Regions from separate parts of the Mus musculus genome. Here all the other regions are linked to region 1. Evidence: chromatin contacts called from public HiChIP or PLAC-seq and promoter capture Hi-C data. All regions are on one chromosome and are shown on one strand. Each heading gives the region's core, a stretch centred on a gene start, on an enhancer-like site or on the middle of the called end of the contact. The rest is flanking DNA. Distances are from core to core; before and after follow the strand shown. Region 1 holds the start of Pik3r5 (phosphoinositide-3-kinase regulatory subunit 5). Region 2 holds the start of Usp43 (ubiquitin specific peptidase 43). Region 3 holds the start of Cfap52 (cilia and flagella associated protein 52). Region 4 holds the start of Rpl26 (ribosomal protein L26). Region 5 overlaps Stx8 (syntaxin 8). Region 6 overlaps Stx8 (syntaxin 8). Region 7 overlaps Myh10 (myosin, heavy polypeptide 10, non-muscle).

Evidence for each region. Promoter capture Hi-C pulls out the DNA fragments that hold promoters and counts their contacts. HiChIP or PLAC-seq counts read pairs in DNA pulled down with a chosen protein or histone mark.
Region 2: an HNF4G HiChIP or PLAC-seq map of pancreatic cancer cells shows a contact between it and region 1. The contact joins the promoter of Usp43 here to the promoter of Pik3r5 in region 1. A contact is called at or near these places in 19 of 39 promoter capture datasets (the 3T3-L1 cell line, 3T3-L1-derived adipocytes, the C10 cell line and 13 more), 12 of 115 datasets of contacts at active chromatin or transcription factors (embryonic basal ganglia, embryonic forebrain, embryonic limb bud and 5 more) and 1 of 9 other capture datasets (embryonic stem cells).
Region 3: a promoter capture Hi-C map of pre-B cells shows a contact between it and region 1, with 15 times the contacts expected there. The contact joins the promoter of Cfap52 here to the promoter of Pik3r5 in region 1. A contact is called at or near these places in 25 of 39 promoter capture datasets (3T3-L1-derived adipocytes, the C10 cell line, the HPC-7 cell line and 15 more), 1 of 484 Hi-C or Micro-C datasets (embryonic stem cells), 16 of 115 datasets of contacts at active chromatin or transcription factors (the 230-238 cell line, bone marrow-derived dendritic cells, double positive thymocytes and 12 more) and 4 of 9 other capture datasets (adipose tissue, embryonic stem cells, liver and 1 more).
Region 4: a contact with region 1 is called in a promoter capture Hi-C map of hippocampal neurons, with 5 times the contacts expected there. The contact joins the promoter of Rpl26 here to the promoter of Pik3r5 in region 1. A contact is called at or near these places in 12 of 39 promoter capture datasets (the 3T3-L1 cell line, the C10 cell line, cranial neural crest and 8 more) and 1 of 115 datasets of contacts at active chromatin or transcription factors (memory CD8 T cells).
Region 5: a contact with region 1 is called in an H3K27ac HiChIP or PLAC-seq map of double positive thymocytes, with 11 times the contacts expected there. The contact joins the enhancer-like site here to the promoter of Pik3r5 in region 1. A contact is called at or near these places in 5 of 39 promoter capture datasets (the 3T3-L1 cell line, the SN4741 cell line, embryonic stem cells and 1 more), 2 of 15 datasets of contacts at CTCF or cohesin (embryonic stem cells and stem cell-derived epiblast-like cells), 1 of 484 Hi-C or Micro-C datasets (embryonic stem cells), 9 of 115 datasets of contacts at active chromatin or transcription factors (the 230-238 cell line, double positive thymocytes, embryonic basal ganglia and 5 more) and 1 of 9 other capture datasets (macrophages).
Region 6: an H3K4me3 HiChIP or PLAC-seq map of stem cell-derived neural progenitor cells shows a contact between it and region 1, with 15 read pairs. The contact joins the enhancer-like site here to the promoter of Pik3r5 in region 1. A contact is called at or near these places in 6 of 39 promoter capture datasets (the C10 cell line, the SN4741 cell line and embryonic stem cells) and 3 of 115 datasets of contacts at active chromatin or transcription factors (double positive thymocytes, embryonic basal ganglia and stem cell-derived neural progenitor cells).
Region 7: a promoter capture Hi-C map of embryonic stem cells shows a contact between it and region 1, with 2.6 times the contacts expected there. The contact joins the enhancer-like site here to the promoter of Pik3r5 in region 1. A contact is called at or near these places in 8 of 39 promoter capture datasets (the 3T3-L1 cell line, 3T3-L1-derived adipocytes, the C10 cell line and 4 more), 3 of 15 datasets of contacts at CTCF or cohesin (the NIH/3T3 cell line, large pre-B cells and pro-B cells), 5 of 484 Hi-C or Micro-C datasets (adipose-derived mesenchymal stem cells, embryonic fibroblasts, myocytes and 2 more) and 3 of 115 datasets of contacts at active chromatin or transcription factors (bone marrow-derived dendritic cells, pro-B cells and vascular smooth muscle cells).

What each region holds. Positions count from the first base shown.
Region 1 is chr11:68,430,546-68,434,336 of GRCm38.p6, forward strand. It overlaps Pik3r5 (phosphoinositide-3-kinase regulatory subunit 5), which reads left to right and starts at 1,580. Exons shown (of 19, transcript NM_177320.2): 1 at 1,580-1,717. It overlaps Gm32046 (a long non-coding RNA gene), which reads right to left and starts at 1,540. Exons shown (of 2, transcript XR_388771.3): 1 at 1,366-1,540; 2 at 143-1,133.
Region 2 is chr11:67,920,200-67,923,990 of GRCm38.p6, forward strand. It overlaps Usp43 (ubiquitin specific peptidase 43), which reads right to left and starts at 1,954. Exons shown (of 15, transcript NM_173754.4): 1 at 1,346-1,954. The coding sequence starts at 1,849.
Region 3 is chr11:67,963,827-67,967,617 of GRCm38.p6, forward strand. Cfap52 (cilia and flagella associated protein 52) reads right to left here and starts at 1,816. Exons shown (of 14, transcript NM_027963.2): 1 at 1,696-1,816. The coding sequence starts at 1,765. Stx8 (syntaxin 8) reads left to right here and starts at 2,632. Exons shown (of 8, transcript NM_018768.3): 1 at 2,632-2,691. The coding sequence starts at 2,675.
Region 4 is chr11:68,899,622-68,903,412 of GRCm38.p6, forward strand. Rpl26 (ribosomal protein L26) reads left to right here and starts at 1,945. Exons shown (of 4, transcript NM_009080.2): 1 at 1,945-2,003; 2 at 2,649-2,821; 3 at 3,558-3,698. The coding sequence starts at 2,654.
Region 5 is chr11:67,997,264-68,001,054 of GRCm38.p6, forward strand. The region is part of intron 4 of Stx8 (syntaxin 8); the gene reads left to right. Among named protein-coding and RNA genes, the nearest start is that of Stx8, 33 kb to the left of the region's middle. Within about 2 kb of position 1,753, at least 4 of the 459 cell types and tissues checked have an H3K27ac peak or open chromatin away from gene starts, as enhancers often do.
Region 6 is chr11:68,028,873-68,032,663 of GRCm38.p6, forward strand. All of the region lies in intron 6 of Stx8 (syntaxin 8), which reads left to right. Among named protein-coding and RNA genes, the nearest start is that of Stx8, 64 kb to the left of the region's middle. Within about 2 kb of position 2,054, at least 106 of the 459 cell types and tissues checked have an H3K27ac peak or open chromatin away from gene starts, as enhancers often do. A contact at or near this core is called in the SN4741 cell line and stem cell-derived neural progenitor cells, where this site is marked.
Region 7 is chr11:68,810,200-68,813,990 of GRCm38.p6, forward strand. Myh10 (myosin, heavy polypeptide 10, non-muscle) reads left to right here. Exons shown (of 41, transcript NM_175260.2): 36 at 1-49; 37 at 1,402-1,525; 38 at 1,598-1,806; 39 at 2,770-2,878. Among named protein-coding and RNA genes, the nearest start is that of Ndel1, 41 kb to the right of the region's middle. Within about 2 kb of position 2,107, at least 10 of the 459 cell types and tissues checked have an H3K27ac peak or open chromatin away from gene starts, as enhancers often do. A contact at or near this core is called in embryonic stem cells, where this site is marked.

The DNA.
Region 1 (3,791 bases), core at 330-2,829:
AACAGTAAGCCACATGCTGGATCTGGCCTTTAGGGCTTTCCTGGTGACCTTTTTCTAGAACATAGTGGACTAAATGTAAGATGAGGAAGTCAAAACAGGGCAGGCTGCTCTCTGAAAACATCAGACAACGAAGGGAAGCAGGGGGATTACAAATAGCCTTGTTTGTAAGAGGAAACAACAGAGCTGTACAGTGGTGGGAATGTAACCAGGTGGCACCACCGAGTGACAGAGGCACCCATGGGTCTTTCCAGCTGCACTGGGGACACTGCTTCTAGTGGCTGTCACTTTAATTTCTGTCCAGAAGATGCCAGGTGCTCTTGAGGTCTGGTGGTTGGCCCTGCAGGGACAACAACACACCCCAGTGTTGAAGGGAGGAAAATTTCAAACTCAACATCTGCGCCACAGCTGCTAGTAAGAAAGAGGGTGTGCCATTGGAGGGCAGCATCGCTGGGTTTCTGAGGTCCTGAGCTTCCCGGGGTTTTAGCTTTATTCTGCCTTCAGTTTTGGGAATAGCAAGAATGCAGAAGAAGTCAAACATTCCACAACTTCTCTAGCACATTCCTGGACTGTGAAATGCGCTCTTCTCTATCTTCTCCTTCAGGCACCTACTGCCAATCTTGTCTGCTTCTTTACAGTGAAGCCTGCTTCCTCCATCCCTCTCCTCCAAATGTCAACATGTTTGTGAATAAAGTAGAGACTGGGGAGAGAGTTGTATGGACCACATTGCCCACGGCCGGGCTCCTCACCTGTAAACAGGTAGTTGGGATGGAGATCACTGTGGCTAGACCTATGGTGGGCATTGAGCCCCTTCCCACCTAGTTCCAACTTCTGCGCCCGCCCAAAGGGTACTTTCTGTTTCTGTCTATTTAGGGAAGTTGCTTTTTCTTGGTATTTAGGGAGTCAGGAAAAGAAAAACCATTGGGTTTTTACATTAGCTTTCAGGTAGGGTTGTGGCTTTTGAGCAACAATAACGTATGACCTTGTGGTCGGTTCTAGATCTACTACTGGGAAGGTGGAACCCAGCTGAAGTGATGAGAGATTCTGGTACCGTGTAGAGGTGGTGGGTTGTGAGATCAGAGGTTGCAGAAGCAGTGCTGGAAGTTTGGATTGGTTGGAAGTTTCTAGGAAGATTCCTGTAGACGGAATAGAGGAATCAGGGTGCTTACTCCTCAGCACATCAGGGGTGCAGGCCTTTTAAGGGTTAAGAGCACCCGAAAAATAGAAGTAGTAGGAGGAAGTGGGGCGCTGGGTCGCATTGCGAGAAGGAAGCAGCTCATCGGAGCTTCCTCTTTCTCCTCCTTCCCCGAAGCCCCCACCCACCCCTCCTGCACAGACAAAACGCTCTTCCGCCCCACGGAACCTCACCTTACTTTTGGGGAGCTGTGTTACTCAGTACTGGTACACAAGCCGAAGCGGATGGGGTCCTAGCGCAGGGCAACTGCTTTGAGTCCTAAACTCTAGGGCTGGATGTACCGGCTTGACACAATCGAGCCACCAGAGGGCGAGAGAGCCCGGCTGGGCGGCTAGCCCTGGTCATACCCCGCCCCCAAAGCCCCGCCCCAAAGGCCCCGCCTCCCCTAGGGTTGTAGAGACCCGGCAGATGCTGGGACTTGCTGCCCGGTTCCAGCCGCTGAGCGGTGGTCGGGGGCCTCACCCCAACTGCTGAGAGTCGCCGCAGGAGAGGGGCTCGGCGCCCGGCGCCCAGCGGGGACTGCAGGTGTGTAGCTGGACAGCCAGGGGGTGCTGAGGACGCGTATAAGAGCTCGAAGCACAGCCAGAGCAGGTTGGGACCATTCTGGAGTAGTGTGCTCCAACTGCAGCCGGTAGGCTGGACAGTTGGCGACCTTCTAGTTCTATAGTTAAGGTCCACCTAGGGGACCGGGGCCCACAAACCCATGGGACAAACCCAGAGGCAGAAGGGGCGTCCCAGGACTGTTCATCAAGATTGAAGTAGCTATGCGGCCAAGTGTGTGTGTGTGTGTGTGCAGCCTCCTGCTGGGTTACAAGCCACCGTGTGCTCTGGAGTGAAGGAACCTGCCTGTCTCTGGCTCTGAACTCTCTGGAGGAACGTGGACAACAGGAGTTGTTTGGCATCAGGACCGGGGCGTTATCCTCCACCGAGCCTCAGGCTGCCCAAAGTTAGTGACTCTCAGACGCGGCTGCGGGCTGGGAATTGCGCGCCCAGCACAGTGTTTACACGCCGGAGACACGCGAGTATGAGTGTGTGAATGTATACACGTGTGTGCATGGTAGGACTGGCATGATGGCCCATCCTAGGGTGGTAGTAGTAAATATGCAAGAAGTTCAGGACAGTAGGAGGAAGGAGGCTGTTCAGAGGGAAAAGGAAGGCGAGATGAAAGCAGCAGGATGTGGTATGAAGTGAGTTAAGCCTCCTGTCGAGAGGAGGGGTGGCTTTTGGCAACAGGAGGTCTAAAAGCAGGCCAACTCACCTGAAGGCCTTTTCTGAATGGCGGTCCACTTTGCTTTCCTTGCCTGGTAAGGCCCGGTTCCCAGAGCAGAGCTATGCTCCTGTAATGCCTGTCGAGTCTTTGGAACCCAGTTGTACAGTACAGCTTTCCAAGGTGAAACACATTTTAAATAGGGTTCTTAAGCCTTGATGGGGGAGTTTGCTTGGTAAGGTGTAAGACGGAATAGAGACCTGAAGTCCAGCCAGGTTCTGGCATATGACATCTCCTTATTTGTAAAACTGGCTGTGTATGTCTGAGCTGCAGTGTCAGGTCAGAAATGAAAGAACACAACGCAATGAGAGCTTCGTGGGCAACCCTCCACTGTGATTGTTACAAGCTCTTACAAGCACATAGAATCTGTATGTTTAAAGAGACTCATTCCCACCGAGGGGCTGAACTGTGCGCTACGTAAACGTGTGTGTGTGTGTGTGTGTGTGTGTGTGTGTGTATGTGTGTGTGTGTAGCCTGGTGTTTGAGCCTTTGGTCCAAATGAGCAGCAACGAATATTACCTATAAGGATATATCCTCAATTTGGAGATGTACATGTGGTTCACATTTTATTTCCATATATCAGTTATTATTTAAAACATTTGTTATTTAATTTGTGGCTGTGGATGAGAGCGTACACGTGCAGGCTTGCTATGGTACATATGGTGGTCAAAGGGCACCTGGAAGGGGTCTGTCCTCTCCTACCCTGTGAGTCCCAGGGACTCAGGTTGTCAAGCAAAGCAGGAAGCTGTCTCATCTGCTCTGTCATTTCTGAGACAATCTCAGCCTGTGCCCCAGGCTGGCCTCCGACTCAGTAGGTAGCCGAGGCTGGCCTTGAGCTCCACTTCACACTCGAAGTTTAGCAATTAAAGTTAACAGATTACTATCATAATAAGCCCTGATATTTCTTTCTTGTCAATACACAAAGTAGTGGTGCATCTTTACAACTGATGGCATCTTACAGTTTGTTAAATACAGGGTATATTTACAGATTGGAGGGAATATTTTTTAGAGGTACATGGGTACACACAGAATTGTGTCAGTCTTCTATCTTGCATACATTTAAAAAATCGAACCTCATTGACATTTTGTGGTATCTAGGTTTTTTGTTTGTTTGTTTTTTTTTTTCTGGGTGTTAATTGTTTTTTGTTTTTTGCTTTGTTTGGTTTTTGAGACAGTCTCACTGTGTATCTCCTAGCTGACCTGAAACTCACTTGTGTATACCAGGCTGACCTTAAATTCACAGACATCTGCCTACCTCTTATACCCAAATGCTTTTTTGAATTGCTTTCAGCAGGGATTAAAAACATGCACCTCCACAGCTGGCCTGATGGG
Region 2 (3,791 bases), core at 704-3,203, 510 kb before region 1:
TCATTCATACAGCAAGCCCAAGGGATCTACCTGGCTCCATCTCCCCAGGGCTGGAACTGTATACAAGCCTACCCTGGGATTACAGGTCCACAGTGAAGATAAAGGCCTGCAGTGGGACACCTGGCTTTTTTCCTTTTTATCTGGGTTCTGGAAACATATCCTCAAGGCTTGTATGACAAGTGATTTGTCAAGCAATGAGTCACTGCCCAAAAGACCTTGCTCTTGACCACTATACTACACTGATGATCATATCTGAACAGCAAATGTGGCCCAAAAGTGATAATAAAGACATCTGTGTGACTACTGTGCTCCTTCAGGGTCAGAGGTCAGAGAGGAAGGCAGTTGTTAGCATCCTTGCAGATAACGGGACAAAGACTGCTTTCTCAGGCTGAAACTTAAGAACCATGTATGTTTGCAGAATGAACACCGACAGTCATATTCACCCTCAATAACAATCACTAGTCCGTGGGGGTGCTTCAGCTTTCTGCCCAGAGCTGCGGTTTTGCAGCAGGATGCAAACCCTATGCATCAATTATCTGGAACACTTTCATCATCCGACTGGGACTCCACATTTGTACTTTAACGCCTTCTCATGACCCCGAAGCATTCCCAGCAAGGGGACTGTAATCTTACAGATAACAAATGCCACTTCCTGCTCACATACTGTCAGGACTTAGTATGAATTAAATTAAAGGATACCATTCTACTATAGCACTCTTAACGACTCCCTCTCCCTACTTTTGAGAATACCTGACCCACGGGTTCTCAGCACCCACTGGACTTAAATAATCCAAAGCCACTGCGTCCAAGGTCATACACGATCTGAAGACCTTCACCTGCCTTCAAAACGCTTCACTTTCAGGCCTCTGCCCTTTCTACTTATTGATCACTCTACCTGGATTATTCCTAGATCCGTTCCTTCTCGGCTTTCTGTTCCTCACGCTTCTATCTCCTCCTTCCCAAAGCTTGGCCTTCAAGGACCTGCTTCCCATGCTGCATCCTTCTAGATCCTAAGCTCTAACTCACCCTGGCCGGCAAGTCCCACTCCAACAACTGCTTTTAACCACAAAACTGCTGGACACACTTAAGGCTGCCAGCTTTCTCCACCCCAGCCCAAAATACCAGGAAGAAACTAATTTCTAAAGAAAGCATTTGCAAATGATAATGTAACATGTCACCTCGAAACAAAGGCGGTAACCCAAGGCTGGGCTGGTTAAGTAGTGTCTACCGAAGACCTACCCCCTACTCCCCGCCCAAGAACCAGGCTTGGCTGATGGTTCACACGCTTTTCAAGAGCCGAAACCAGAAGGGTCGGAGGAGTCTGCGGGCGGCTGGCGCTGCCTACCTTGAACTCTGCGGAAAGTTGGGGCGTGTATTCGCGCGTCCAGAGCGCGCGCACCAGCGCCGCCAGCTGCTCGGTGACCTCGGCGCGGCCCGGCGCCGCCCGGTAGCGCCCCAGCGCTAGGAACTCGGCCAGCAGGTCGGTGTTGCTGAGACACTGCACCACCGCGTTCATGAAACAGGTGTTGCCATGGTTCTTCAAGCCCTGAGCGCCGGGCGGACGCGCCCCGTCACCCGAAGATATCTGGGGTTGGGATCCCGGAGGACGATCTGGCCCTGGACTCCCGGCAGAGGCTGGTGCCGGGCCCGGGGCGCAGGCAAAGCCCCCTTCTCCATCGCCATCGTAGGGACTGGGCTGGGCCGGGGGCCGGGGCGGCGAGTCCCCCGAGCGGGAGCGGCTGCCCAGAGCTAGCAGGAAGCGGTTAAGCAGGCGGCGAAGGGAACGGCGGCGGCGGGGCCGGGGCGCGGGCGGCCCCTCTCCCAGTGCGTTCCCCACGCCCGGATCCATGCTGGCCACGCACGGTGGTCCGGGAGCGCAGCCCCCGAGACCCCAGGCGGGCCGGCAGCTTCCCGGTCCTCACCGCCTCCCGGAGGCGCCGGGCGCCGGCTACCTGAGAGCCAGGTGTGCGGACACCGGGCGAGGGCGGAGCCAGGGGCGGGGCCGCCACGCCACGCCCCACGCGGGAATCCGGCCCTAGGGCAGCGCCCGCCGCCGGGCTCCCGCCCCCGCGGCTGGAGCTGGGAATGCACTCCCTCTGAGCCCGCCTAGTGGACTTCCCCGCCCTTCCTTCCCGCCTTGGAACAGGCCTTTCACCTCGGCTCGCCTTCCCCGCCCATCCCTAAACAGCGTAGCTAACCCGGGGATGGAACCTTCTGAAGCGCCCAGCGAAGCAAAGCCCTGGCTCTGGCTAAGTTTCTGGTCGTGGAAGCCAGATGAAGACTAAGAAAATTGACCGGCGAGCGGTGCCCCTGTTCGTGCCCAGGTGTCCCGAGAGGCGCGCGCTGGCAGCTGTGCAGGTGGGGAGCCCAGGCTCAGGTGCATGCGGTCAGGTGGCGCCACCTCCTTTGCAGCCTTTGCCTACACCGGTCACCCCAGGACCTGAACTGGGAGTGGGAATGCTAGTGGGTTGGGAGTTTGTTTTCTTTTTCTTGCTGTTTTGTTTTGTTTTTTTAAATAACACAATAGGTTACATTCATTTTCCTTAAACTTGGGAGACTTGAACGTCCTGGTTTTCATTGGTGAAGGGAGCTCAGCGAGGTTGAGGCTGTGAAAAGAGAGGAACCGGAATTCGACCCTCCCTGGGTGCACTGCAGAGTTCAGGCTCTTTACAACCCCAGTATTTGCTTGGCAGGAAGTTTTCCGGTTCTCAGGCGCGCCCCCTACTCGGTTGCTGCTTCGCTCCTCCACGCTAAAGCCTGGCTGTATCCTTACCCAATCAGAATTAGTTTGGCCTCGCCCCGCCCTTAATTCCCTGGGTAACCCTGGAGGCCTCTGCTCCTTTTATGCCTTAACTGTCAGGTTTATAATTAATCAGGCAAGGTCTTGCAAAATGAATTTCTCATCAGTTTGTAGCTCAAAAAGAGATCAGCAGCTTTCTGGAGTCAGACTTACATCAGAACCCAAAAATGTGACTTGCTATTTAATAATAAGTGCTCATCATTTATTAAGTATCCCTCCTCGATCTTCACATAGAATTGCAGCAGTTACCTGGTGCCAAAAAGTTGCATAAGTTAAGGATAAAGAAGAAACTGTAATGTGGAGACTTGAAGTGTAAAAAGCCACCATTTACCTTCCTGGGAAAGACATCCACCTAGTTGATAAATTTATAAGGTTCATTTCATGACCCGGATGTACTGAAGGTGCCGTGGTCATAGCAGACTCTGATAAATCATCTCCGGTATTTCACCTTTGAGATCATGTCAAGATCCCCAGCAGGGAGTTTTCATTTGGTAACAGTTTCGGGAGCGGCTGTTGCTTTTGTTTTGCTAGGAGGTTGTTGGTAAGAAGGAGGGAGTCCATCACACTTATGTTGCTCAGGTTTGTCTGGAACTCTCATTCTCAACCTTAGCCTCCTGAGTGCTGGAATCCTGGGTGTGTGTCTCACGACTCACAATAAATGTCTGAGCAGAAATCTATTCTTACTTGGCAAAGTCGAAAACTGGAGCTAGAGTTGGTTTATGAGCTTGCTGTAAAGGCTAATTTTTGATTGTCGATTCGATCAAATTAAGAATCACCTGATGACCCTGTCTCGAAAAACCAAAAAATCCAAAAAAAAAAAAAAAAAAAAAAAGAATCACCTGGTTGGGGGTGGGGGAACTGGAGCGATGGCTCAGCAGTTAGGTTAAACTGCTCTTCCAGAGGTCCAGAGTTCAAGTCCCAGCAACCACATGGTGGCTCACAACCATCTATAAAGGGATCTGATGCCCCCTTCTGGAGAACAGGTGAACAT
Region 3 (3,791 bases), core at 566-3,065, 470 kb before region 1:
GAGTTCTAATTTTGCATTCAACTTCTCAACTTTTTTTTTTTTTTTTTTTTTTTTTTTTTTTTTTTTTTTTTGCTTTGGCCATCCTAGAACTCAGTACTCAGTATGTAGATTAGGTTGGCCTAGCATATGATTAATTTCATGTGAACTCTAAACTCTGACCTCAAAGTCTAGTCCCCGCCCCCGCCTCCTCCCCCTTCCTGGATCTTCACTCTCCATTTCTCAGCCCCCCCCCTTTTCTGGCCATTTGCAATGATCTGCACCCCAATCCTTAGCCTCTGGTTAAAGACTATTTAAATTCAAAAAGAGTCTTTTCACAATAAAAAAAATCAGTCTTTTCTTGGCTTCTTTCAATAAATAACTTTTTCCCACGGGCTCGGGAGAAGTCTAGGCAAGAGTGTACACAACTCTTGCAGAGGACCTGACCTCACTTCCTAGGACATACCACCTGTAACTTCACTGCCACCAGATCTGGCGCCCTCTCCTGGTCTTCACGAGCACCTGCACTTACATGTCCATTCCTCCACCCCATACACATAATTAAAAATAAAACAAGGAGCCCGAGAGTTGGCTCAGCAGTTAAGAACCCTGGCTTCTTTCCCAATGGACCCAGCTTTCATTCCTAGCACTCACATGGGACTCACGTCTGTCTGTAACTCTAGTCCTGGGGGATCTGATGCTCTTTTCCGGCCTCCTTGGGCACTGGTTCACAGATATGCGCTCTGAGCAAAACACCCACGCAGGTTTTTTTGTTTGTTTGTTTTTTTTTTTAAGCAACCCTTTTCCCAAACTTTGATACACTTTAAGATTCTTTCCTTACTGTGTTAGCAAAAATTCAGTTACAGGCTAGAGAGATGCCTCCGTGGTTAAGAGCATGGGCTGTTCCTCCGAAGGACCAGGGTTCAATCTCAGCATCCATATGGCAGGGCAAAATACTAATGCACATAAAGTAAATTACTTAAAAAAAAATCAATCACAGATCTTGTGTGTCTTTGCACTGACCGGCTCACCAGAATATTTTTTTGCAGTTCTCCAGGGATCACTTCTTATCGGTAATATTTGTCCATCTCTACAGACAGTGTTGGCTCAGATACAGAAAACGCTGGCTTTCAATTAAAGCAGCACAGAGCAACGAAGACTCAAGAGTTAATGCCAGGAGCGCTTAAACCTTTATTTACTCTGTAATCGTTCCGCACCGCATCCTTTCAACGGTAAAGCTTTCAGGCACTACATTCGTTTTAAAAAATCAATTTTCCCCCTAAAATTTAACTCCTTGCCTTTTCGCTACACGCCAAACACGACCCCCAATCACAGCATTTCTCTCTCAATATTTACCACGACAGTCACAAATAAAGTGTGAGCACCACAAGAAGGCCCCTCCAGAATTAAAAAGGTTTCTCCCTTAATGTCCTACTTCCCTTCTATCCTGGTCTTAAACCTTTGAGTTCTTACTTTGGGAAAGACCCTTATTCATACTCCTACCGAGTTAGGCTCATTTGGTCTCTGGAGGAGCTTTATCTGAGCTCTTACACCCATGCCAGTTCCTGAGGCTCAGGAATGAGGCCCAGATCTGCCACCATCCTGGGGCGGGTGGTGCCTGGCCACACTCTTGCCGCTATTCCCACTGCCTCTCAGGCGCTACCAGGTCAGCGTCTCACTGTCCCTGAGGCATCAAATCATGGTTGCTCAAGGTCTCACCATTGAAGCCGATCACAGCCTGAAGCTCCAGTTCTGCTACATCCAGCTCGGGTAAAACTTGTTCTTCCATCCTGGAGAGTTTCAGCTCATTGATTCTTCAACTCCAGGGTGCAGCGTCTCCTGGTCGTCATGGTAACTGGCGCACGCATGCGTGCTAGGTTCATGCAGGAGCAGAAACCCAGCCCACTGTGTTTGAGTTGATTTCCCCTCTTGCAAATGTTGGGAGGACTTCCTTAGTATGTATTTTATCCATTCTGGAAATGTAGGTGGTAGGTTGACGCTAAGTGCACAAGGTAAATTTCCTCCTCTCCCGTGTACAGGTCTGTGACTTTTTAAAAACTATACAATTAAGCCCCTCGTGATGATTATTAAAAATAATTGAACACAGAATAATTGAGCACAGAGAATTGCCTATGATGAATAGGTTGCTATAAAAAACATGGCATTGATACTTCTTTTTAAAAGAAAAATTTAAAAAAATCACTAAAAACGTTTTAGTACAGTATGCAACTATTTTTATGTATGTATGTATGTATGTATGTATTCATGCATGTATGGTACATATGTTGCCTGTATGTATATTTCCTGCCTCAGCCATCCAAGTGCTGGAATTCCAGGCTTGAGTTATCACACCCAGCTTGTCTTGCTGTTTTGAATTAAGAAGAAAAATACAGAGAGCCGGGGTTGACGCGTTTCCATTCCCTGGGAAAATGTTTTGATTCTGCTCAACAATTTAACTATTTTTCTTGCGTCCAGCAATTCATGTGAATTAACAAAAATAGATTCTTGCTACCCACTCCCTTAGGGGTGCGCTCTGGGTAGCGGGGACGTCGTTCTGAGGTCAATTAAAACAGGTTTCACTTTGCAAACTCTGGGCTCGGGTCGCGCACTCTCCGAACTGCGGGGAATGAGCCGCACGGGCCGCCGTAGTCAGCTGCTACGAGCAGGAAGTGTCCCAGCTGCGGGCGGAGACTGCACCATGGCCCCGGACCCCTGGTGAGTTGCCGGTGATGGCAGCAGAGTATGGGGATTAACTTGGGGGTGGAACTGGCTTCCAGGGACTGGCAGAGACCCTGCCCATCTTTGAGCTTGAGGCTGGCGGCCTTAGGGATGAAGATCAGCGAGAATCCTCCCCCTGTTGAGGGGACTCAGCCACGTACTGCCTACTCGGTGCTAACTCTGTGGTCCTAGGGTAGGCTATGACCTGGGGGAGCTGGGACTTGAGCAATCGAATATTTGCCCCCCTTTTCTGGGGCTTCTTGCCCATCATGCTTGTGGCTGACTGCATGCATAGACTTCCCCAGGCTCCTGTAAAAGTGAGGTCAAAATAACCTTTTGGTGGGGTATCCCTTCACCCAGTAATCCCCAGAAAGGTTATAAACTGAAGTTCACACTCCATGGTCACCAGTTAGTAGCTAGTTGGGCACGGGTGCTATGGGCTTTTCACAGAAAACTTGTAGGACATTGGGAGGGGAAATTTTGCACTTTTCCTGCATCAGTAGCATGAAGACTTATGTCAGCACGAAGTAGGAAGTGCCTGATAAGGTCCATTTATTCAGCAAAGAGACCCCAAGGAGAGAATGATGAAAAACATCTTTGTACAAGGAACAAATTGCTATAAAGTCCTGACCTTCCTGATGAATAATTTATAACACTGCATTCCTATAAAGTTTGTGTTGGAGAATATGCCTTATGGTGGTGTTTCCGGTACAATTTGTAGTTGTTTGATGGCAGATAAATTTGAATATTAAGAGAGTGGATCCCAAGGTCAGAATTAGAGTTATCTGGGATCTAGGCTATTTGGGCCAGTTGCTGAATTGTTTGTTGTTGGTTTGTTTTTCAGTGTCTCGGGGAGCCCAAGTTGATCTTGAATCCCTGACCCTTTTGCTTCAGTCTCCAAAATGGTGGCTCTGCTACCAAGCCCAGCCAAGTGCTGAATTTTGTCCTAAAGTTTTAACTATTGTATACACCCCTGGTAGAAAATTGAGAGACTGCTGAGTATCTGAAGGGAGTAAAAAGCACCCCTATCCCTCGGAAGCAATCAGTGCTCACCTTTTTTTCCAATGCATTTATTGTTTGGATCTATATCCTGCTTG
Region 4 (3,791 bases), core at 695-3,194, 470 kb after region 1:
TTTTTTGTCTTGGTTTTGTTCTTGTTTTTCAAGACAGGGTTTCTCTGTGTAGCCCCGACTGTCCTGAAACTCACTCTGTAGACCAGACTGGCCTCAAACTCAGAGACCACCCCCCTTCCTCTGCCTCCCAAACGTTGGAATTAAAGGTGTGCACCAGCAAACCCAGCTTTCAATTTTTCAGTGACATATAAAATTGGGGCTCTTTCTCTTACAGAATATTTGACAACACACTATTTTAAAATCATGAATACTGATGACTCTATTTTGAACCCTCAAAGGTATGATTTCTCGCTCTTCAACTTGACAGTTTGTAGGAACTGTCATATCGAGTTTCCCAAGACAGGATTTCTCTGTGTAGCTCTGATATCGAGTCATATCGTTTCTAGGGGGACCCGGAGAGCCAGCCTCATAGGTTCTAAACTTCTCTAGAAGTCATAGGTCCTGTGTCCCTTTGCACCTTCCTGTCACTGCTCCGTACCTCAGTTATCCACTCTGTAAACTGAGGACAGTACACCTGCATCAGCCTAAAGACGTTAGTGATGTGAAAGGGTATAGAAGAGTGTGTCCTGCCTAGTGTTCCGTAAGCTCCCTGTATCTTAAGACAGTATGTGCCTCCTGTTAGCATGACGGCTATATTATCTACAGAAACCGATGCCTCCGAACCCATTTGCAGAGAATCGGATCCCCTTGACCTACCTCCATCAGATCTGGAACCGAGAACTCTCAGGAGGGGGTTGAGGTCATAGTTTTAAAGGGTACACCTGTCTGCGATGAGAGTGTCCCCCCACCCCGTGTCTCTTTCTTTTCTTTCTTCCTTTCTTTCTTTCTTTCTTTCTTTCTCTCTCTCTCTCTTTCTCTCTTTCTCTCTTTCTTTCTCTCTCTCTCTCTCTTTCTCTCTTTCTCTCTTTCTCTCTTTCTTTCTTTCTTTCTTTCTTTCTTCCGTTCTTTCTTTCTTCCGTTCTTTTTCTCTTTTCATGTTTTCAGTTTTTCGAGACAGGGTTTCTCTGTGTAGCCTTGGCTGTCCTGGAACTCACTCTGTAGACCAGGCTGGCCTCGAACTCAGATATCCGCCTGCCTCGCCTCCCAAGTACTGAGATTAAAGGCAGGCGCCACCAATGCCGGCTTTTCCTTTTTTTTTTTTTTAAATTGGATATTTTCTTTATTTACATTTCAAATGTTTTCCCCTTTCCAGGTCTCCCCTTCGGAACTCCCCTATCCCATCCCCTCTGTCCTTACCTCCCCCACCCATCCACCCACTCCCGTCTTCCCGCCCTGGCATTCCCCTACACTGGGGCATGGAACACCCTCAGGCCCAAGGGCCGCCCCTCTCACTAATGTCCAACAAGGTCATCCTCTGCCCCGTTTGTGACCGGAGCCTGTAATCTTTTGTTGGTGGTCCAGTCCCCGGGAGCTCCGGGGGATCTGGCCTCGGGTCTGTTTGTTTAAGTGTGATTTGAACCGGCAACTTGGCATCATCAGGGGGCCAAGACCTATTTCCGTCCAGGTGAGGGATGGTCTCAATTTCGCAGAAGGACCCAGAGTAGTCTACCCAGATGTGGGGGCGGCCGGCTGGGGCTAATTATAAGAACTAACTCCTATGGGTCAAGTCACCGAGGTAACCGTCTGGCCAAGGTCCCAGAGCCACTCGGCGCCTAAAAGTAGGTCTTGCGCTTCGCCCGGAGCCCAGGAATGAAAGGGTGAGGTCCCCCAGGTCCTCTCACGCCGGCCTACCGTCCCTAAGCAACCCTCTTCATCCCAGGAGCACTGCCTTCCCCAGAGGACTAAGCCTACCACGCACACCTCCGAGGGATGACGTCAGGACCCCTCGCAGTCCCCCTCCGAGCCGCTAGATGTCGCTAAACTCCCATTCCTAGTTTCTTCTTTTCTCCCAACCTCCTCTCCCCTTTCGCTCCGAGACTCTCGCGAGATCTCGCGGCAACTTACAGAACCGGAAGTCGCGTGTAGTTCTCTTTCCTTTTGCGGCCATCGGTGGATCGCAGCCGGTGAGTTCTCGGCGGGTTGTCGCTGGTAATCCGCAGCCATCCGCGGCGAGGCGAGGAGGCTTTTCTGTCCCGAGGCCCCGAGACGGCCTTGCTGGCCCGGCATCAGCCAGGGAGCCGAACTGGGGCGGGCTCGGTCCGTGTCTTTCCTAGCCAGGGCCCGCGGGGCTGGAGAGGGTTAAGGGGACCAGGTTCGTGGACTCGAAGGCCGGCGGGGCCCATGGAGATGGAGTTAAATAATCATAAGCCCCGGGTCAGCCGTGCGGTTGCCCTCTCGCCAGTTGGGAGGGCTTGGAGATCCGCCCTTGCTTCCATGCTCAAGTGGGGGGCAAAATGCAGAGCACCAGAAGCGGTAAATGAGAAGGTAAAGACCGACGCTGTGTAGGACCCTCCCGGGATGCTGAAGTTGGAAAGTCAAGTTTAAAAGTAGGATAGGTGTTACTAATGGCAGAGTCTTCATCTTGTTTTCAGTCTTTAAAGACGAAAAAACCCTCAGATGGGAAGGTCTGGAGTAACCGAGCATGATACCTTCCAGTGAACGTTGTGTGCTTTCAGAGTGGAGTTGATGCTGTTTAGGGAACTGGTTGAGACTTGAAACGTTAAAGGGTCTTCTGGTTTTTGTTTTTGTTTTTTTTGTTTGTTTTTAAGCCAAAATGAAGTTCAATCCCTTCGTGACTTCTGACCGAAGCAAGAACCGCAAACGGCATTTCAATGCGCCCTCTCACATTCGGAGGAAGATCATGTCTTCCCCTCTTTCCAAAGAGCTGAGACAGAAGTATAACGTTCGGTCTATGCCCATTCGGAAGGATGACGAAGTTCAGGTATGTGTCCTTGCTTGGCGAGGCGAAGCTGAATGGAATTTTACGATTATTTGGGGGGCGCGGGGGGGGGTGAGAAAACCTGCATTTGATGTATGAAAGGGTTGCTTTGCATCAAAAGAACTGGAAAGCAGTGTGCTTTTTGGTCCTGCCTCAGCGGTTTGCTAATGTCTTTGTGTGGGGTTCTATTAGCTCTATTGGGGAGAGATTATCTGTAGCTGTAATTTATAGCTAGTGATTGGTAAGTTCTGGAAGTCTTTAAAAGAACGCAGGGTGGGTTTCTTTGTGTAGGTAGCCCTTGGCTGACCTGGAAAAGAGATAAGATAGAGCCCTAGGATAAAGGGTGTGCACTTCGAGACTGGCACATCTTAACACTTTTTAAGAATACTTAATAAAATGAAACACTTCTTTGGGAGGATCGACATGGGTTGAAAACAGCTATAGGATGGCAACAGTCTTGATTTGTCTGTTATTTAGAAAGCCTTTCTTTGCTATAGGTGATTGGCCTGGTTTGTTTCCAGTCTGTGAAGATGAAAAGGTTGGGGATTTAGCTCACTGTTCACATAGTGCTTACCTTGTATATACAGGTCCTGGATTTGAGTCCCAGTAACCCCATTCCCACCCCAAAAAGGGGACGTGTGGGTCTGCTGGAGGTGCACAGTGTATGAATGATTCGGCAGTTCTGGTTCTCTGGGTTACACTCTAGCCCTTGCTCAGTTTTTTTTTCACTTGCACTCAGGTTGTTCGCGGACACTACAAAGGCCAGCAGATTGGCAAGGTGGTCCAAGTGTACAGGAAGAAGTACGTCATCTACATCGAACGAGTCCAGCGAGAGAAGGCTAATGGCACAACCGTCCATGTGGGCATCCACCCCAGCAAGGTGGGTGTTTTTGAAGGAGGAAACCACTAGCTTTGGTGCTTGATTGCTGTTTACATGGCACCTGCAAGTGGCCCCTGTGATCAGTGAGGCCAT
Region 5 (3,791 bases), core at 503-3,002, 430 kb before region 1:
GGGCTGTGTACGCACTTCTGAGGCCAGTTATTGCTTGGTGGGTTCTCTGTAGTTGTTACTCTGGATTGGCATTTTTCTCTAATGGTCGAGTTGACTTCTGAATGAAGGCCAGTTATAAGGAGACCTTATCTATGTGGATGCTCGATCAAGCAATGAAACCGAAGACCTTGAACTTTGAAGGACTATTAGTTATTGCAGCTCTAGGTCATCGATCAAGTCGTTGATGTATCTGTTATTTCCAGGGGGGATATAAGAAAGCATTCTGTTGGGAAGTGATTGGAAGCAGCAGCCTGGGCTTTCCAAAGGCTTTCCAGGTTAAGCAGCAGCAACAAAATGCACAATGGTAAAAAATGTGAAGTTGGCCTTTATTATATTGTTGAAAATAACTGAGCGGGGCATGTTGCTTAGTGTCAGGGTTCCTGCTGATTGCTCACTAGGTATTAACCCTTTATCTGCCCTGCAGCAATGTTTATTAACATAATGTGAAATTGGAGCTGGTGAGGTGGCTCAGAGATTGAGAGCACTGGCTGCTCTTTCAAAGAATCTGGGTTCAACTCTAAGCACCCACATGGCAGCTCACAACTGTTTGTAACTACAGTTCAAGAAGATATGATGTCCTCTTCTGACCTCTATAGGCACTAGGCTCACAGTTTACAGATATACATGTAGGCAACACACACACACACACACACACACACACACACACACACATGAAATATGTGGGCATAAACCTAATAAAAACTTCACACGGAATACCATGAAACATCATGTAGAGGAACCAAGGAAAACCCAGCGATTGGAACGCCCAGCGTGGTTAAGATGTCTGCTTCCTTTAGACGGGGTTGTAGATCCAGAACTAACCCACTTACAGTTCCCTTATGAATTTTGGCTTCTGTGTGGTCAGTTGATAATCTGGCTTCTACCACAGTTTCTATGACCGACAGTGTGAAGAGCCAAGCAGTACCAAGGCAGCATTGACAAGAAGACACAGCAGTGCAGCAGCTGGGCTAAGGCTGCATTGTGGTGTTGCACAAGGAGAGGCAAGTGAACCAGGAGACAGAATAGGGTGTTTAGGACCAGTCCCACACTCATGTCGTCACCCGACTGGTCACAGAGGTGGCATAACAGGTGTAGCATTAGATCAACTGATGTCCACACAGGGAAGAAAGGAGTCTCGAAGCCTCCGTTTCCACCGATCCAAAGGGACCTGTGGACCTAAACATGAAAGGTCACATGAACATTTAGTAGAAATCCCAAGGTCTTCACAATTGTGGTACAGGCAAAGATTTTTTAGGCCATCCAAGTCACTAAACACAAAGGAAATAAACACATGAAGAAATGGACTCCATCAAAATCTGTCTTCCAAAGACTACAAACAGTAAAGACAAACTAGAGTGGAGATCAGTATGTTCTGGGTATTCATCTGATATGGAAAATATTTCAACCATAAATAAAGAGCCTGAAGGCAGACGACATTAGAAAGACAACAGCAGAGGATTTAACCCTGGACTTCACAAAGGAGATGGTGTGTGATGATTGTATACAAAGGTGTTGGCTTTAGTCAGTTATCAGAAAAGTCAGACTGTAACCAGGATGCTACACCGCCATACCTACCAGAGCAGCTCGGCTACCTTGCCGGGCAAACCGGATGTTTCTGGGATTTGCTGGAATTCTCATATACTACTGGTGAGATTGCATAAGTACAGTCTCTTTAGAAGCTGCACACCCACTCAAATGGAACTGTTCCACAGACTCAGAAAGAATGTTTATAGCAGGGCTGTTCTTAAAAGTTCCCGTTGGAAAGAGCCCAGGGAACTCTGTAGACTAATAGTATATTCAGACATTGATATTACACAGCCAATACAGATGAACAGTCTACAGGTGCACAGCACACTGTGGATGGCTCGCACAAACATGCTGAGTGACATAAGCCAGACACTGGAGTTACACATGTATGCTGCCATTCCTATAGAGGTGAAATTTATAGTGTTATGAATCATGAAAGTAAGTGGTTCCTTTTGGAAGAGGAAGTGAACAGAATGGAACAGCCGGGCTTCTGGGCCAGAGAGACTGCTCATCGAGTAAGAGCGCTTGCCATGCAAGCCTGATGACCCAAGACTGATCCTCAGAACCCAGGTAAAAAGCCAGATGTGGTCTTGCACATCTGTAATCTCAAGGCTCAAGTCCAGCGGGACGGGAGGTGGGGATGGGAGAATCTCCTGGAGGCTTGCAGGCCTCTGAGAAGTGAGAGATCCTGCTCTAACAAGATGGAGGGAGAACTGACTGCTGGGCGCTGTGCTCCGATCCACATGCAGGTCAGTGTGTACTGCCCCACATACTCTCACTCAGTCCTTAGAGGATTTGGATGCGACTGGTTTTGCCCTGGTAGCCGCTAACTGAGGATCTTCACTGCAGTATCTTTGACTTGTGTACTGTGCCCTTTCATTTTACATGTTCTGCTTGAATTAAATGTGTGTATAAACACACACACACACAGATTCATGTATATACCCTTAACTCACATGTAAGCAGAAAAGCTGTGTCCTGAGCAGACCACAAGGTGGGGACATAAGTCAGCAGAAGAGAAAACACCCAACTTCTTGGCCAGGTTTTGACTCATGGGCGCTTTCCTTCCCTGAGAGCAAGGAGAGAACGTGGAAATTAATTGTGCTTTTTCCTAAATGCTAGGAAAGAATTCCTGCTGCCGTTCAGTTCTCTCTTTAGCCTTTCCCCTGTCTGTGGATTGCAGACCTGTCTGTCTCTTTCATGTCTCCCTTCATGGGCTCCAGACTCTCCCCAGCCTGGTCTGCTTGCTGCTGCTGCTGCTTCTTCTTCTTCTTCTTCTTCTTCTTCTTCTTCTTCTTCTTCTTCTTCTTCTTCTCCTTCTCCTTCTCCTTCTCCTTCTCCTTCTCCTTCTCCTTCTCCTTCTCCTTCTCCTTCTCCTTCTCCTTCTCCTTCTCCTTCTCCTTCTCCTTCTCCTTCTCCTTCTCCTTCTCCTTCTCCTTCTCCTCCTCCTCCTCCTCCTCCTCCTCCTCCTCCTCCTCCTCCTCCTCCTCCTCCTCCTCCTCCTCTCTCTCTCCCCCCCCCTTTCTTTTCCTTTCCTTTTAAAAAACTTAGGTATTTTTTTCATCCATTGTTTTTCCCCTTGGGAAAATTGGCACACACCCACTTTTTCTACTCCTCCTTTTCCCACTCATTTTCCTTTCTTCCTTTTCTCCGTGTTCCTCTTTGACCTCTTTCCAAAGTCTCAAGTAGCCCAGGTTGGTCTTAACAACCACAGATAACCATGAATCCCTCACCCACCTGCCTCTTCCTCCCAAGCCCTGGGTTACCCATGCATGTTGCTGGGTTACAAGTGTGTTGCTGGGTTACCCATGTGTGTTGCCAGGCCTGGTTCTTTTACTCTGCTCTTGGCTTTAAAATCAAAGAGATGTTTTCAATGTGTCTTTCTAATAGTTTCCACATAGGTTGCCACTTAACTTTTTAAAATGTGCTTTTTTAGCTGATATGCCAAACTTCAGATTTTGCATGTTAATGGGATACCATGTCATATTTTATAGTTCTTTGTTTCCTGTCATCTTTTCTCTCTTTCCTTCCCTCCCTCCTTGCAGGGAAATGACTTTCCTTTCCTTTTTATTTTGGGGGCAGTTGAGTGGGGCTCTCACTGTACAGCCCAACTGAGCTGGATCCTGTGATCCTCCTGCCTCTACCTCAGCAGTCCTGAGATTAGAGAAGGACTCCCACACTTGGCTCTCTACTTGGATTTAAAATAATGATCCGCCAGGCGTGGT
Region 6 (3,791 bases), core at 804-3,303, 400 kb before region 1:
TGGTTGAAGAACTGGGCTATATCGTGGACAAGCAGCCTTTGTGGATAGAGAACAGGAGTGAGGCCCGAGCTATTGTGTGGCTTGCCTTGTTTGAGATAGGTGTCTGCTTAGAGTGACTGAAGCTCAGCCCCCGTGACTGAACACCTGTGCCCTGTGCTTTCTCTTACATCCACTTTGCTTGAGCAGTCGACTGTGTTGGATTGGTCCCTTGTTCAAATCAATGGCTTTCTGTAAATTGTATTTCACATATAGAACTGTGAGGTGAAACAGTTTCTAAAACAGTCCTTCAATTCTTAGCTGGGTTTGGAAACAACCAAGGGATTCTAATCCTTGCCAGTGGTGTCTAGAAGCCTCCTGGTCCTGAGATAACTCAGCCTGATGGGGACAGGGACCTCAGCGGCAAGTGTGTACACACCCATGCAGGGGCGGGCATGAATGAGGCTGGGCTTCCTATGCCTGTGAGCAGATGGAAGCCGGCCTTCCAGATAAGTCCAGAAGTTAGGAAATGGCAGGTTTATGGGAATACTAATTTCTTCCGTCCCCTCCCAAGAATGGGATACTCAGACCACCCACCTTGGTCCACAACATTTTTAACATGCATACCTAAGTTTGTATTTTTTTTTCTTTTTCTTTCAAATAAGTATCTCTGGATAAATCAAGTTTAGACATTTTCAGCTTCACTTCAGAGTCCTCATTTTTCATACTGTTTTCAACAGAAGCCCCACTTTATCTGGGCCAGCATTTTATGTGGATTTATCGTCATCCATGCCTCTTCTAATTGGTGTGTGTGTGTGTGTGTCTGTCTGTCTGTCTGTCTGTCTGTCTGTGTCTACCATCACTGTGTTGGGGGGGTGCTATGATTTTCACCATTAAAAAGCTTTAATGTTTATGGTTGCTTTTTTTCCACGGAAGTGTGGTTTTTTTTTTTTTGCTTGTGAGATCTTTTGAAAACCTTTGAATGGTACTAACTTATTTTTCTTCTCTTCCTTGTATCCTTCCTGCTTTTTCTTGGCAAGTTTTGGGTTGTTCATCTCAGAGTTTTTCTTTCATGCTGTTGTGGGCTGAATTATGCCTTGCCCCATTCACATGTCGGTGTTCTGACAGCCTACCCCTAAGAATGTAACTGTATTTGGAAAGAGCTTTTTAAAGGGGTAATTAAGTTAGAATGAGGTCAGTCGGCTGGGCCCTAATCCAGTGTGACTAGTGTCCTTTGTAAGGTGAAGAAACTGGAACAAGACACATATGGAGGGGGACCCTGGGAAGACACGAGGGAGACACACCATAGAGGGCCTTAGAAGCCAGTCTTGTGATGACAACTTGATCTCTGGCTGCAGTCTCTGGTCTCCTGAGAAAGGAAGGTTGTTTTAGGCATGCAGTTTGTAATGAGCTCAATCTCTGCTGCTATGATTTTCCTTACATCTCTACTAATGTTTTTTTAAAATATTTGTTTGTTTATTTATTTATTATATGTAAGTACACTGTAGCTGTCCTCAGACACTCCAGAAGAGAGAGTCAGATCTCGTTATGGATGGTTGTGAGCCACCATGTGGTTGCTGGGATTTGAACTCCTGACCTTCGGAAGAACAGTCGGGTGCTCTTACCTGCTGAGCCATCTCACCAGCCCTCTGCTAATGTTTTATCAGCACTTTAGGTTTATGAATGGAGGACCATGTTGACACATATAGCCAGCTTTTTAAATGGTGGCAGATCGGGTTACCCAGAGGGCTTCTTTCTTGCCTGGGACAATGTGCCATGAATCTACAAGTACTTAGGTTCTACCCGGGCATGCTTCTCATGGGCTAAGTAAGAAGAACACGCAAGCAGAGTCAGGGCCCTAGAAGTGATGGCATTAGAACGTTAACCTAGGGGGAAAATGCTGGGAACTTTCACCTAGGGTGACATGGCTTCTTCATTGACCTCTTATTACCCTGTAGCTAGCTCAGAGCCTCTGACTCATTTCCTTGCCTGAACACCAGCTCCCAAGGGCCTTCCATTCACAGCAGTCCTTCCTCTCCAGAGAGAGCTGGCCAAGGGTTGCAGCTGGGGGTAAACCCTGGAGGCTGCAGCCCACACAGGGCAGGGCTCAGGGTAGTTGGGCCCAGCTGCTCCATAGAGAACTCTGCACACAGGCCTGATTCCTGCCTCACAGTCACTCTCTGTGTAGAACATTCTGTGGCTGCCAGTAGCCATTGACTCCAAGCCTGGCGGGTCTCCAGTGCTCTCTAGTTGGGAAGAAAGAGCTTCTCTCTATAGCTATGTGTGTGTGTGTGTGTGTGTGTGTGTGTGTGTATGTGTGTGTGTGTGTGTGTGTGTGTGTGCGCGCGCACGCGTGCATGTTTGTTTCAAGTTGGAGTTTCCCTCCGTTGTGGTTTGTCCATACAGCCCAGGTCTCGTCTTTGAACAAGTGAGTCTTCTGAAGGACTTGTTCATTGATAGCTCTCCTCTGTGTCTCTGTGTCTGCCATTCTTAGAGAAAAAGGATCATCTCTGCAGCGTGGTTGTGCTCTCTGGAAGGAAGGAGGCAACACGCTGAACTCTACTGTCTACAACTCAAAGGCATGTTTTTATGAATTAACAGGAGCTATATAAAGTATTTTACCAAAGTGGCTGGGTCTCTGGAAGCTTTGCTAGAACAGATGTTTCATTTGGAGTCCGTGGAAGTTGTTTGCTTGGCTTCCTATGAGTGGCACCCCACCTTATCACCTGCTACCTTCATGGCTGAATTTCCCTAAAGTAATACAATTAGGGAGATGAGGAAAGGTAATCCTGTTCCTTGTATTCGTAGTTTTAGGTACTTGAGGGTGGACAGTCTTTGTCTATAGACAGAGGCTTGTTAACAGAGTAGGAACGAATGGGGGAACAGGAAAGACAGTCTGTCATTCTAACTACTGTCTGACTCTCCCTGGGCATCCAGCAGTTCCTGATGCTCCACAGGTCTATAGACTCAGTGTCCCCAGACCATCCCAGTGTAGATACAGCTATTAAGTCCTAGATGTCCCTAGGCACTTCTATCTGCTTGGCTACAAATTCCCGTGACTCTTCTTCTGAATTGGGTACTTTATGAGAACATTCACAGAGCTCAGGAAGGTGCCGTGCTTATAGGGTTTTATTGTAGTAGTTGCCACTCTGGAAGAGCCAAGTAGTGTAGTGAATGTGGCAAGGTGTCGGGGAGGAGGTGCAGAGTCTCCATGCCCTTTCCACGTGTGCCGTGCTCAGAGCACATCCATGTGTTCCCTGCCCTCAAAGCTGTCAGGACCTTGCTGGTGGGTTTTCGTGGAGGCTTCAGTACTTGATTGATCATTGGCCATGGTACAACCAGCCTCCTTCGCCACCACTGAAGGTGAGCTTGGGCCTGAAACTTTCAGTGCTCTAATCATGCATAGAGCTAGTCCTCCTCTCAAATTACTTAAAGGTCTCCTAGGAATCATCTCCTTGCCACAAATCTAAAAGCATTTCTTAAAGATAACAAAAACTACTCTTATCAGGGAATTCCAAGGTTTTTGATGTTCTTGCTAAGAACTAGGGGGTAAAGATGAGAAATATACTTTTATTATTATTATTATTACAGCACAGCTAGGAGCCAGTGTCTGTGAGTCTGCTGAGTATGCAGAAATGATTGCTTGGCATGGGTGTGGTACTTGTCACATGGCTTTGCTGCTGCTAGCTTTAGTTTTGATGATGAGCTGAGACCATTGAGCCACAAGGACTTTGCCTTTTCTAGACTATGCCTTCTTCATTTCTTTCTGGGCCCATAGTTGGTTTATGTCTTGGGACAGCTCGGGTAGGTGACTC
Region 7 (3,791 bases), core at 857-3,356, 380 kb after region 1:
AGGAGCGAGACGAGCTGGCTGATGAGATCGCCAACAGCGCCTCTGGAAAGTGAGTCTTCCTCGACAGCAGGCAAATGGGAGGGGTGGCGTGGAAGCGCTAGCATTCGGCCTACCCTGTGCACAGGCTAGGCACAGTCACCTGACATCGCAGAGTAAGTGGGCTTGCTCATCTCTTCAGGTCTAAAAGGATGACAAGAAGTCTGGGCATCCTCAGCCACTGCCTGTCACACATAGGGCCACACACTCATATGCCCATGCACACACATGCGTGTACACCTGTGGCGGTAGGTGCCACTGGCCTTACAGAGTGCACATCCACAGACTGCCTGAAAGCCTTTGGAACAAGAGATAGAACTCTTAGTTCCTCCAGCACCATGGCTGCCTAGATGCTGCCATAGTGCCCTCCATAATGATAATAGACTGAACGTGTAAGCAAGCCTCAATTAAATATTGTCTTTTATAAGAGTTGCGGTGTTCATGGTGTCTCTTCATAACAATGAAACCTTAACTAAAACACCATAACATGTATGCCAATATTGCATCCTTGAGTATACCTTGATGTACTGGCCATTACCATAGCTCATGGGGCCCACAGATGGATAAGACTGTTGATAACTTTCCTCCTCTCAGGATCCTAAATTAGCCCCTTCTGTTACTATGAATGTTTTCCAGCAAGGAAAAAGCTTCCTTGTCAGTACCAATTTGATTTCTCCATGTTGTCATGTATAGGGTTTACCATAAAGTTACTATAGGAAATGTAAAGTGGCAATCAATAGTTGTTTTTGTTTGGATAGTTGCCAAGACACCACTGACCAAACCTGGCACCTGAGGGCCTCCCTTTCAGACTTGGCTTGGCTAGTAGCTTCCTTACAATCTTCCTTGGAGTTTCTTGGTTTTGTTTTTGTTTGGGGGTTTGTTTGTTTGTTTGTTTTTTTCTTTTTTCTTTTTTTTTTTTTTGGTTTTTCGAGACAGGGTTTCTCTGTATAGCCCTGGCTGTCCTGGAACTCACTCTGTAGACCAGGGTGGCCTCGAACTCAGAAATCCGCCTGCCTCTGCCTCCCAAGTGCTGGGATTAAAGGCGTGCGCCACCACGCCCGGCTTGGTTTGTTTGTTTTTAATGATTTCTTTTGACCAATTAAGTTGCTTTCTCCTTGGGAGTGCTAGGACATTAGAGTTCATCCAAGATCTTGGCCAAATTCTAGAGGCAGAGTTAAGCAGCAGAGAGGTCACCACAGTGGTTCAGAGGACAGTGCAGGACCAGGAAGGCAGATTTGGGAAGGAAAGAGAACTGTCTGAGGGTGGGGCTTACCCACAGATCAGGGATAAATGCAGGGACTAATCGGGAGTCACACTCACAGTTCTCATCCTATGCTCTGTGCTCGGCCCCTTCCTCGAGCTTAGGTCTGCGCTGTTGGATGAGAAGCGGCGCCTGGAAGCGCGGATCGCACAGCTGGAAGAGGAGCTGGAGGAGGAGCAGAGCAACATGGAGCTGCTCAATGACCGCTTCCGCAAGACCACGCTGCAGGTGCCATGCGGCCGGCCCTGGGGGCAGCAGCATTGCCCCTGCACAGGTTATCTGACCTCCCTCCTCTTGTAGGTGGACACACTGAACACAGAGCTGGCAGCAGAGCGCAGCGCTGCCCAGAAGAGTGACAATGCCCGCCAGCAGCTGGAGCGACAAAACAAGGAGCTGAAGGCCAAGCTGCAGGAGCTGGAGGGGGCAGTCAAGTCCAAGTTCAAGGCTACCATCTCAGCCCTGGAAGCCAAGATTGGGCAGCTGGAGGAGCAGCTTGAGCAGGAAGCCAAGTAAGATGTTGTGGGCCATCTCATGACCCAGAAGTAGCCTCGCCCATAGGAACACCCAGTGCAAGGGAATGTGGGAATGCAGGGTGTGTGACCTGCACAGGAGCTAGAAGGTTCTGAGAGCAGTGAGAGCCGTGCCTAAGGAGGGGCTGGGGCTCTGCCTGGCCCTGCTGGAAGTCCTCATGCTGCCCCATGACTTCCTAGCACCAGCATCTTTATGGATTCACTGCAGACTTCTGATGGTTGCACCCTGTGAGGTGCTCATTTGCAGTATTTCTCAAAAGCATTCTCCCCCAGGCAGTTTCCATCACACCAAATGAATCAAAGCACTGCATGGGATGGAATGAGCAGGCGGCTGCAGCAGGTGGTAGCACTCCTACCCACCTCGTTGGGGAGGATGGGACCGGAAATGCAGCCCCGGTGCTACATCCCTAGCCCTCCCCCCACTCGGCCTGAAGTGTCTCCAGCAAGGCACGGCAATGAAGCTTTCACTAGCAAGGTTTAAGTCGCCTTACCTGACTCCACCAGACCCAGATCCAGCTAGGAAGGAACAGTTCCTGTCTGCAGGGACTCTCCGTGTTCATCTCCTCTAACCAGGCGCAGTCCCAGGCCAGAGAGTGGTGGTTATTTCACTGTTCCCCAGTGGGTAGGGTTTGCTGCTTCCATTGGCTGTAAACTCTTCATCTGAGACAGTCACTCCATAGACTAGGTGTTTGTTATGTGATAACCATGTCTGTTCCCTATGACTGGCATGTGTATGTGGCATATGTCACTCACTGTGTGCACAGAAACAAGGCAGTGCTGCCACTGAGGACACGGAAAGGCAGTCCCTGCGTCAGGCTTCTGGGAGGTCTGAAGGCCGTTCCAGTAGGTGTCATTTTCTAAAGAAAAACAACTCCAAAAATACTTCCCCGCTTAAAATATAATTAATTTCAAGTTTTAAAACTACTTTGGTCACTTTGTCAGGGAGCGAGCAGCTGCCAACAAACTAGTCCGTCGAACAGAGAAGAAACTGAAAGAAATCTTCATGCAGGTTGAAGACGAGCGTCGGCATGCGGATCAGTATAAGGAGCAGGTAGGAAAAGCCAGGCGGGTGAAGGTCACCACTCCAGGAGTGTTTAAGCAGGCAATCAGAGTTAAGGACACTCTTGGAAACTCTTAATTACGGCATTTCAACCCAGGCAGCAGCCTGTGTTCCCCCAGTTCCAATGGGGAGAGCGAGTCAGTGACACTTTGAGGTGTGAGCCCTGGGCTGAGTTTTAAAGTTACATTCAGCTTCCTCCACTCCACCGTGTCGCAGGCAAAGAGGCTTCTTCCAGTCCCCTCCTGTGCCTGGATTAATAGTTCTTGGGTACGGTGAGCATCGGGGACTGGTCAGAGGGAATTTGGGAAATGGTAAACAGCAGCAGAAAGCAGGGATTGTGAAGGGCGTCTGCCCTCATGCACAAACCCTAATCCCAGAGGCTCGGTATTGAAGGGCTCGCTCCAACACTCCTGGGATCCCAGTAGAGCATCGGGATCAAGACCACCTCAGGGCCTTCGCTTCCCTACTTGCCAGGCAAGTGACAACTGCACCCAATGAGGCAGTAGCCAGTCCCTGCAAGTTTAGGAGCAAAGGAGCCACAGTCAGATTCTGGGTGGTTTGGTTTGGTTTGGGTTTTTTTTTGGTTTTGTTTTTCGAGACAGGGTTTCTCTGTGCAGTTTCTCTGTGCAGTCCTGGCTGTCCTGGCACTCACTCTGTAGACCAGGCTGGCCTCGAACTCAGAAATCTGCCTGCCTCTGCCTCCCAAGTGCTGGGGTTAAAGGCGTGCGCCACCGCGCCCGGCTCATAGTCTTTTTTTTTTTTTTTAAGATTTATTTGTTTATTTATTTATTCTATGTAAGTACACTGTAGCTGTCTTCAGACACACCAGAAGAGGGAGTCAGATCTCGTTACAGATGGTTGTGAGCCACCATGTGGTTGCTGGGATTTGAACTCTGGACCTTCA